Linked DNA regions of Mus musculus: region 1 is linked to region 2. The links are chromatin contacts, called in public HiChIP or PLAC-seq maps. All regions are on one chromosome and are shown on one strand. Each heading gives the region's core, a stretch centred on a gene start, on an enhancer-like site or on the middle of the called end of the contact. The rest is flanking DNA. Distances are from core to core; before and after follow the strand shown. Region 1 overlaps Nol4l (nucleolar protein 4-like). Region 2 overlaps 2500004C02Rik (RIKEN cDNA 2500004C02 gene).

What was found. HiChIP or PLAC-seq counts read pairs in DNA pulled down with a chosen protein or histone mark.
Region 1: an H3K4me3 HiChIP or PLAC-seq map of the SCID.adh cell line shows a contact between it and region 2, with 10 read pairs. The contact joins two enhancer-like sites. A contact is called at or near these places in 1 of 39 promoter capture datasets (hippocampal neurons), 5 of 484 Hi-C or Micro-C datasets (the AML12 cell line, embryonic stem cells, nephron progenitors and 1 more), 4 of 115 datasets of contacts at active chromatin or transcription factors (the SCID.adh cell line, embryonic forebrain and embryonic stem cells) and 3 of 9 other capture datasets (adipose tissue, embryonic stem cells and pancreatic islet).

Annotation. Positions count from the first base shown.
Region 1 is chr2:153,462,857-153,467,196 of GRCm38.p6, reverse strand. The region is part of intron 4 of Nol4l (nucleolar protein 4-like); the gene reads left to right. Among named protein-coding and RNA genes, the nearest start is that of Nol4l, 65 kb to the left of the region's middle. Within about 2 kb of position 1,541, at least 3 of the 459 cell types and tissues checked have an H3K27ac peak or open chromatin away from gene starts, as enhancers often do. A contact at or near this core is called in the SCID.adh cell line, where this site is marked.
Region 2 is chr2:153,336,873-153,341,314 of GRCm38.p6, reverse strand. 2500004C02Rik (RIKEN cDNA 2500004C02 gene) reads left to right here. Exons shown (of 2, transcript NR_040318.1): 2 at 1-158. Among named protein-coding and RNA genes, the nearest start is that of 2500004C02Rik, 6.7 kb to the left of the region's middle. Within about 2 kb of position 2,869, at least 58 of the 459 cell types and tissues checked have an H3K27ac peak or open chromatin away from gene starts, as enhancers often do. A contact at or near this core is called in the SCID.adh cell line, where this site is marked.

The DNA.
Region 1 (4,340 bases), core at 292-2,791, 130 kb before region 2:
CCCACCCCCACCTCATTCCCCCACCCCACAGCTCCCACACCAACCCCACCCCCAACCCATGACCCACTCCCCACCTCTCACAGCAACCCCACCCCCACCCCATGCCCCAACATCCACCTCCCATGCCATGCCACGCCTCCCTTTTTTTTTTTTACTTTTCTGCTGCTGATTCTTTTTCTGGAAGGTGAAGTTTCCGGGTGAAGTTTCCAGGTATCACTTGTACATTCTGTCATCTACTCATTTGCATATTCACACATATATTATCCAACCCTCCATTCATCTGTCCTTTGTTGTTCTGTGATCTAGGCACTGGTAAAGATGCTAAGGAGGTGGCCTGGCCTGTGCCTGCGTGGTACCACAGCTCTGTGAAAGATAAGGGGAACTCAAGGCAATTAATTGTGTGGGCCTGCAGAGAGATCTCAGCAGTGAGTGCTAGTGGGTCCTCAACACAGAGGGACTGTCAACTGGTGCCTGCTCTGTGTCCAGTGTGTCCGGTTGATCCTTTGTACAAAGAACTTGCATATCACTCTCGTGCTACACATTTGATGGTCAGGCTTAAAATCACAGTCACCACTTGGGAGGCAGAGGCAGGCAGATTTTTGAGTTCCAGGACAGCCTGGTCTACAAAGTGAGTTCCAGGTCAGCCAGGGCTATCCAGAGAAACCCTGTCTTGAAAAACCAAAAAAAAAAAAAAAAAAAAAAAAAAAAAAAAAAAAAATCACAGTCACTAGGGCTGGAGAGATGGCTCAATGCTTAAGAGTACTGGCTGCTTTTCCAGAGGTCCTGAGTTCAATTCTCAGCAACCACATGGTGGCTCATAACCATCTGTAATGGGATCCAATGCCCTCTTCTAATGGGTCTGAGGACAGTGATGTTGTAAAACAAATAAACAATTAAAAAAAAAAAAAGACCACAGTAACTAAAATAATTAAAAACCCATGTCCTTCCCATCCCCAAGCCTGTTTGAGGCGCACTGCCTAGATAGAGGTGTTTGGGTGGAAAGCAGAGAGAAAGTGCTGTGAACATCCCACAGTTCCCACCCCACCCCCACCCCATTCCCCCACCCCACAGCTCCCACACCAACCCCACCCCCAACCCATGACCCACTCCCCACCTCTCACAGCAATCCCACCCCCACCCCATGCCCCAACATCCACCTCCCATGCCATGCCACGCCTCCCTTTTTTTTTTACTTTTCTGCTGCTGATTCTTCTTCTGGAAGGTGAAGTTTCCAGGTATCACTTGTACATTCTGTGGAACTGGGGTCAGGGAAGCTGAGAGAGAGAGCCTGCCTTAAGATGAGAAAGTAGGAAACAGGAAGGGGAACCTAGTGAGGGTGCAGGGACCCATGGACACCATGTCTGCCTTGTGACTCCATGTGCCTCAGTGGCCCCTGTGCCTGTGACTCCTGTGCCTCAGTGGTCCCTGTTGTCCTCAGTGGCCCCTGTTGTCCCCATTGCTCTTGAGGTACGTGTCTAAAGGGAGATCCTACCATATAAGTCACACATGGAAGCAGGGCCACCCTGCCTCCTTCCCTGTGCTAGCTTCATTTCCTGGAAGCTCCACTGCCCCCCAAATGTTCTGTCCAGAGGTAAAAACGGTCTACAACCTGCCTTTCCTCCCTCAGTGTTGATGTCTCAAAGGTTTTACTGTTCTCATGGCAGTGAGAAGTGGTGCAGTTTGAACTACTTCCTGTTCAGTCACCTGTGCCAGAGGATTTTCTGAGTCTTCTTCACCTGGAACCTGTAGACCCACTTGGGGTCTTCAGATGGTTTTCCCTCCTTCCCTGCAAAGCAAACAGTGGGCAGTGTTCTCAGTCAGGACAGAGCACCACCCCCACTTCAACCTGGGTTTAAGTTTTCAGTAGATCCACCACCTAGAAGCTGTGCGGCCCAGCCAAGGCATTCTACTTCTCTGTCCTCCAGTTACTTGAAGGTCAAAGGAACATACTTAGATCATCATTTTTTAAGACATTTAAAATTGTGTGTCTGTGTGTGGGCACGTGCACATGTGTGCTGGTGTCTGGGAGGCCAAAGATATAGAACCCCTTGGAGTTGGAGTTGTGAGTGGATGTGAGCCACCAGCTGGGAACTTGAGTCCTTTGCAAGAGCTTGTTCTGGACTACTGAGCTCTCTTTAGCTCATCCTTTTTATTTAAATTTCTTTGCCTATTTTATGTGTGTATATGGGGAGTGTGGCGTGCTACCGCAGAAGTGTGGAGGTCATAGGACACTTGCAGAGCATGGTTCTCTGCTTTCACCATGTAGCTCCTTGGATTGAGCTGAGACTGTCAGACTTGGCAGTGGCTACCCTTCTCTGCTGAATCATCTCACTGCCCCCACTTTTAAGGGGGTCAAGTGATGGAAGACACAGCAGGCACTGGGCTGGGCACATTAGGAGCACTTTATAAAGCTATTGATTTCTTATTTGTAGTGCTGGGGATGGAACATAGAGACTCACACATGCTAAGCAAGATCTTTATCACTGAGCCATCTCCCCCATCCCACCTCCACACCCCTCAGCTACCACATTCACTTCAAAAGGAAACAAAAACTATCTTAAGAGCTGGGCTGTAGCTCAGATAGCACTCTAATGGAGTGTTTTCCCAGCAAGCACGAAGCCCTGGGCTCAGTCCTCAGTGCCATAATAACCTGTGCCTGCAGTCCCAGCTCTAGGAAAGAGTCTCTGACACTCAGGATCATCAACAGATGTATAGTAAATTTGAGGCCAGTTGGTCCTTTGCTAGAAGAGCCCAAGAAAATGGAGAGCAAAGCTAACAAAAGCTAACAAAAAAGGGGGAAAGCATAGGCTTTGGCATATACATGTTACATTTAAACTATTTTTAAGTGTGTTAAGTGGCCTCAACTTCATCAAATCACATTGATAAACAACCATTACAGTCATCTATTCTCCTCACAGGTGTGTGTGTGTGTGTGTGTGTGTGTGTGTGTGTGTGTGTGAGAGAGAGAGAGAGAGAGAGAGAGAGAGAGAGAGAGAGAGAGAAGAGAAGAGACAGAGACAGAGACAGAGACAGAGACAGAGACAGATGGGAGGTATTGTGGGGGCAGAAGCCTGTGGATAACCTCAGACGTCATTCTTCAGGTGTCCCACCACCACCACCACCTTTTTAAAGACAGGGTCTCTCATTGGCCTGAACTAGCCAAGTAAGCTAGGCTGGCTAACCAGAGTGCCCACCCTACATCTGCATCCCTGCTACTGCAGTTGTAAACACGCACCACACCACCACATCCAACTTCTTAGGATGGGCTGTGGCAAGCCCTTCACTGCCTGAGCCATCTCCCCAGCCCTGAGCCAGAGTGTTTTCATCACTTCTAACAAAGCCCTGTGCTCATAAAGGAGACACGCAGTGTCTCTCCAGCTCTGGAAAAATCCTTGTTCTACTCTCTGTTTTTATGATTTTTGTCTCCTGCAGGTCCAGCATAGGTGACTTGCTTGTACTGCCTTGCCTGGCTGCTTTGGCTTATTATCATGTCTTCAAGTCAAAGGCTATATCAGAACTTCATCCTTTGACAGCTGAGAAAATCTCGTTGTATGGGACTGTTACTTCCTTCATCCATCCATCCATGGATGGATATTTGAGCTGCTGGTACTGTTCAGTACATCACTCATTTAAAATTTATTTATTATTAAACTCTCTCTGTGTGTGTGTGTGTGTGTGTGTGTGCCCGCCTGCATGTTTGTATGTGCACCATATATAGCTAGTGCCCACAAGAGGGCATCAGATCCTCAGAAAGTAGAGTTAGATGCTAGCGTCAAATCCAGGTCTGCTGCAGGAGCAGCAAGTGCTCTTAACTGCTAAGCTCTCTCTCCAGCCACACAAACACATCACTTTTTAGTTATCCTTTGAAGCAGGGAGGCATTAAAAAGCAAGACAGTGTCCCTTTTCTCTGAACCCTTCTTCCTCTTTTGTCTCATAAATTTTTTCAACCTCCTCTTTGATCAGGATAACCAAAGAAAATAGCAGACCCAAAGGTCCTGGGTCACAGTGAGTTAAACTGTGCCTGACTCCTAGGTGTTGCTCTGGGTAGAGAGGGTTAGAAGCCTGAAGACTTCTCCTTTTGTCTCCACAGGTCAGGCCACATGAGCATTTGGGAGGATTAGCAGAATGGGAAAGTGTTCATGTCTCCTGCTACAGCTCATTGTGTGTGCATTTGGGTGGTCTTTATATTAAGATTTACTTATTTTATGGCATGAGTGTCTGTCTACTTGTGTGTCTGTGTACCCCATGTGCATGCAGTACCTATAGAGACCAGAAGAGGATGTCAGATCTAGAACTGGAGTTAAGGATGGTTGTGAGCTCCTATGTGGGTGCTGGGAGCT
Region 2 (4,442 bases), core at 1,620-4,119:
TATCAGCCAATAGTGGAAGAACATCTTTAATAATAGATTCATCTTCCCACTTTGGTGGACCTGTAGAGTGGCCTCAAAGGGAGACTTAAGCTGGTTTTTATCAAAATTTTGGGACATGACATTTCCTGACAGAATAAAGTTTTCTGGTAGAAATTTCCTCATTAAAGACTCATTTCTAATTTTTAACCTCTCTTAATACCTGGAATAGACATTCAGAGTCACCATAGATCTTCTGACACTATAAAGTGATATTGTCTGGGGCTGCTTATGTTATTGTTTTGCTGTTGCTGTTGTTGCTGCTGCTGCTGCTACTGCTGTTGTTTTGAGACAGGGTCTTTCTGTGTAGCCCTGGCTGTCCTGGAACTCACTCTGAAGAGTACACTGGCCTCAAACTCAGATCCACCTGCCTCTGCCTCCCAAGAGTGTGTACCACTATGTGTGGCTATTATTTTGCTTTTTGAAGCTAGAATCCCACTCAGTACCCCAGGCTAGCCTCAGCAATCCCCCTGCATCAGCCTCCAAGTACTGGAATTCCAGGTATGATCACTGAGCTCTTAAGATTAGACAAAAGGCGTCACAGCTCTGCCTTGTCCTGTGGGATTGCACTCTCAGGGAAGCCTGCCACCGTGTCACAAGAACACTCCTACAGCCTGAGAGCTACAGACAATTACCCAGGACAAGTTTCAAATGACTTCAGCCTTGGCCAACAATGGTAACTGCAAACTCATGTGAAGCCCAGAGCAGAATCATCCAAATGAGCTGGATCCCAAACCCACAGGATCAGAAATGGTGAACCCAGGTCATTTGGGAGATAGTGGGTTGTTCTCACTTAACTATTGAAGTCATTTGTCACATCTTATACCTAGTAATGAAAGCACCTCCAGGGCATCATGATAGCTGTCATTGCCCTCTTAACACAAGTACACACAAGCACTCTGTAACAGAGCCCAGGGTGTTCCCACCTACCTCTGGAGCTCTGATGGACAGAGCAGAATCCACAGCAGAGTTCAGGGAAGAAAAGTGCTGTCCAAGTCTAAGAATGTCTCTCAGAGGCAGAACATTGGCTTGCATGTGCCTGTACAGGGCCCTGGCTTTGATCCCTAATACTGCAACAATAAATAATCCCACTTGTCTCTGATCCTGGACTCAATCCTGAGCCAGGATTCAAACTAATTTGAGTTTGTTCACCTTCCTGCTCTTTTCCATAGAGCTGAAAAACCCAAACCACTGCTCTCAGATGGGTAAACTGGACCCCTTCATTCCTCTCTCTGACACTTGATATTTTTTATTGTTGAAACAGTTCTTACTAGGTAACCCTGGCTGGCCTAGAACTTGCTATTAATGTCCCTGAACTCAATGAGCTCTGTCTGCTTCCAGAGTGCTGTGGTTAAAGATGTCCACTGCACTGCACTGTACTGACCTGCCACTTTAATCATATAGTCTACATTTCTATGGCCCTATTTTGATTATAATTCCTCACAAAGACAAGAAAAATAAGGTCACTACTTCAAGGGTCTACTGGGATCCTAAGAGAAATTGTTAACTCTATACATGATGGCACACGTGCAGTCCCAGCACTTTGGTGGATAAGGTAGGAAGGTTGCCAGGAGTTTGAGGCAATCCTTGCCTACATAGTCAAACTGTCACAAAAACCAGATGCGGTACCACAACCCTTTACGCCCAGCAGTTGGAATGTATACGCAGGGATGAATTCAGGATCATTCTTGGGCACATAATTCTGTGCTACAAGAAACACTGGCTCAAAGCAAAACTATGTTTCTCTAGGGACTAACAAATAGGAGGTAGTGAGGAACACAGGAGACCTTCAGGAGGAGCTGATACTTTATCGCCCGGCTGTCACTACTAGTTCTATGTGATATTTAGTAATATACACCTCCTCTCGCGTGCCTGAAGGATGGCTGCTTAATCTCTTCAGCAGCTCTGCAGGGTCTGCTCTACCTAGACAGCCACAGTGGCTTATTGAGAGCAGTAACACAAGTCCAGGCGGCTGTGACTTCAGACCTCTCTCGTTCATGGGCCATTCCTACTAATGTACTGACATGATCCTTTCATTGAGTCTTTCCTCTTCAACATGGCCTGGCACCTCCACCTTATAGCACTTGGTTTGACTCCAGTGCTTAAGTATGCAATTACGCAAACTGCATTTAAGCATACATACCAAGGAGTATGTAAGTGAGAGTCTTGTGAAGTCTTCTCTGCCAACTTTATCACATAGCATTACCACCTTAAAGTTGCATCCGGCAGAGGAGAACCACCACTTGGCAGCCATGCACTTCAGTCTAGCTTTCATGAGCCTGGCTCTGAGGTGTCCCGGGGCCTGCCATTCTGCTCCTGACCACCTGGCACAGTTCTACAACTGATCATTTTAGAGCCAAATGTGGTGGTGTGAGGCAGACCAATCACATTCCGAACCAGCATGAGTCATACTAAGTTCACACCATGAGTTCTGGGCCATTCAGGATTACACAAGACCTTGTCTCAGGATACCTAAAAGGGAGGCTCTTTATGAAAAATCTCAGATCAGTGCCACTACTCACCCACCAGCTTTGGGAAGGGTGTGATCCAGGGCAGTTATGAACAGCCACTGGCAGTCTTCTTTGCCTGGACAAGTATATTTCAAAGCAAATGGCAGGAGTTTAACTGACCTGCTCTCAATCCCAGCAAGGAAGTTGTCTCCCTGGCCCTACTCCTAGGGGCCAAAACTGTGGTGTCAAGCAGAATGTCTTGCATGGTGAACTTCGTCAGAGGAAACTCGTGGAAAGTTTGCCAACCAAGCCCAGAAAACTCATGTGGCAGACAGGCTTACTGTGGGCATTTAAAAAAATTGCTTTCTGTTATCGCAAAGGGAAATAACTTTCAAAGCTCATTGGTAGAGCATGCTGGGGTACAAGCAGAGCTGTGCTTCCTTCCTGGGGTGTATATACATTGACACAGCAGCTACAGAAAGTAGGGTAGAGCTGAGATTCTCCTGAGCTATTCTCCCCCTGGTCCTCCATCACTCCAGGCCTTACATATTCCCCAGTCACCACGAATGCTCCAGGCACTTGTTCCTGTCCCTTTGTCTGGCATGCTATTCTGTCTTTTCCCAGTAGGCAAAACCCACTCATTACCTGTCCTGTCCTCTACAAAGCTTTCCTCCATTCCTCCTGGAGCATGCCACTCTGCTTCTGACAGCAGACCTATCTATCCCAGCCATCTAAGTGCCAGAAAAGGTCATCAGGTCATCTCTTCAAGGAATTTGGCCAAGAAATGCACAAATGCTAAGCTGGAAAAGGGCTAAGAAGGGAGCAAGGGACAAGGGAAACCTCTAGCCAGGCAGAAATGGAGAAAAACCAAGACGACTGTGGAGGTGACTTAAACATTGTTCCTGAAAGCCAGGCAGGTTGCACAGACATGCTATCCCAGCACTTAGAGGCTAAGGCAAGAGGATCTCAAGGTAAGGTCAACTTGGACTACACATGGACACTTTAAAAATAAAGTAGAGGACGGGGAAAGGGAAAGGAGGGGCAGGATCTGGTATGGGAGGAGACTGGGATGATAAACAAAGACTCAGGAATTTGAACCAAGGTCTGTAGCAATGGGGGATGGGGAGCTGGGGGTAGCCACCATCAAGTCTCAGATGCCAAGAAAGCAAGAGATTCCCCGGACCCAAAGGGGATGAGATTAGCTGAAATGCCCAACAACGGGGAGGGACAACCTGTAGAGACCATATCCAGAGGTTAGGCAAGGCCCCTGGTTGGTGGAGGGGGCCACTCACTCATCTCCAAATTTTTAACCCAGAATAGCTCCTGTCTAAAGGAAATATGGGGACAAAGTGTGGGAGCAGAGACTGAAGGAAAGGCCTTCCAGAGACTACCCCACCTGGGGATCCATCCCATATACAGACAACAAACCCAGACACTACTGCAGATGCCAAGAAGTACTTGCTGACAGGAGCATGATCTAGGTGCCTCCTGAGAGGCTCTGCCAGAGCCTGACAAATACAGAAGCAGATGCTTACAGCCAACCATTGAACTGAGTGTGGAGACCCCAATGGAGGAGTTAGGGGAAGGACTGAAGGAGCTGAAGGGGTTTGCAGTCCCATAGGAAGAACAACAATATCAACCAACCAGACCCCTCAGAGTTCCCAGGAACTAAACCACCAACCAAAGAGTACACACACATGGAGGGACCCATGGCTCCAGGTTCATATGTAACAGAGGATGGCATTGTCTGGGATCAATGGGAGGAGATGTCCTTGGTCCTATGAAGGTTTGATTCCCCTGTGTAGATGAAGGCCAGGGCAGGGAGGCAGGAGTGGGTGGGTGGGTGGGGGAGCACCCTTATACAAGCAGGGAGATGGGGGGATGGGATAGGGGAGTTCTGGAGGGGAAACCAGGAAAGGGGATAACATTTGAAATGTAAATACATAAAATTTCCAA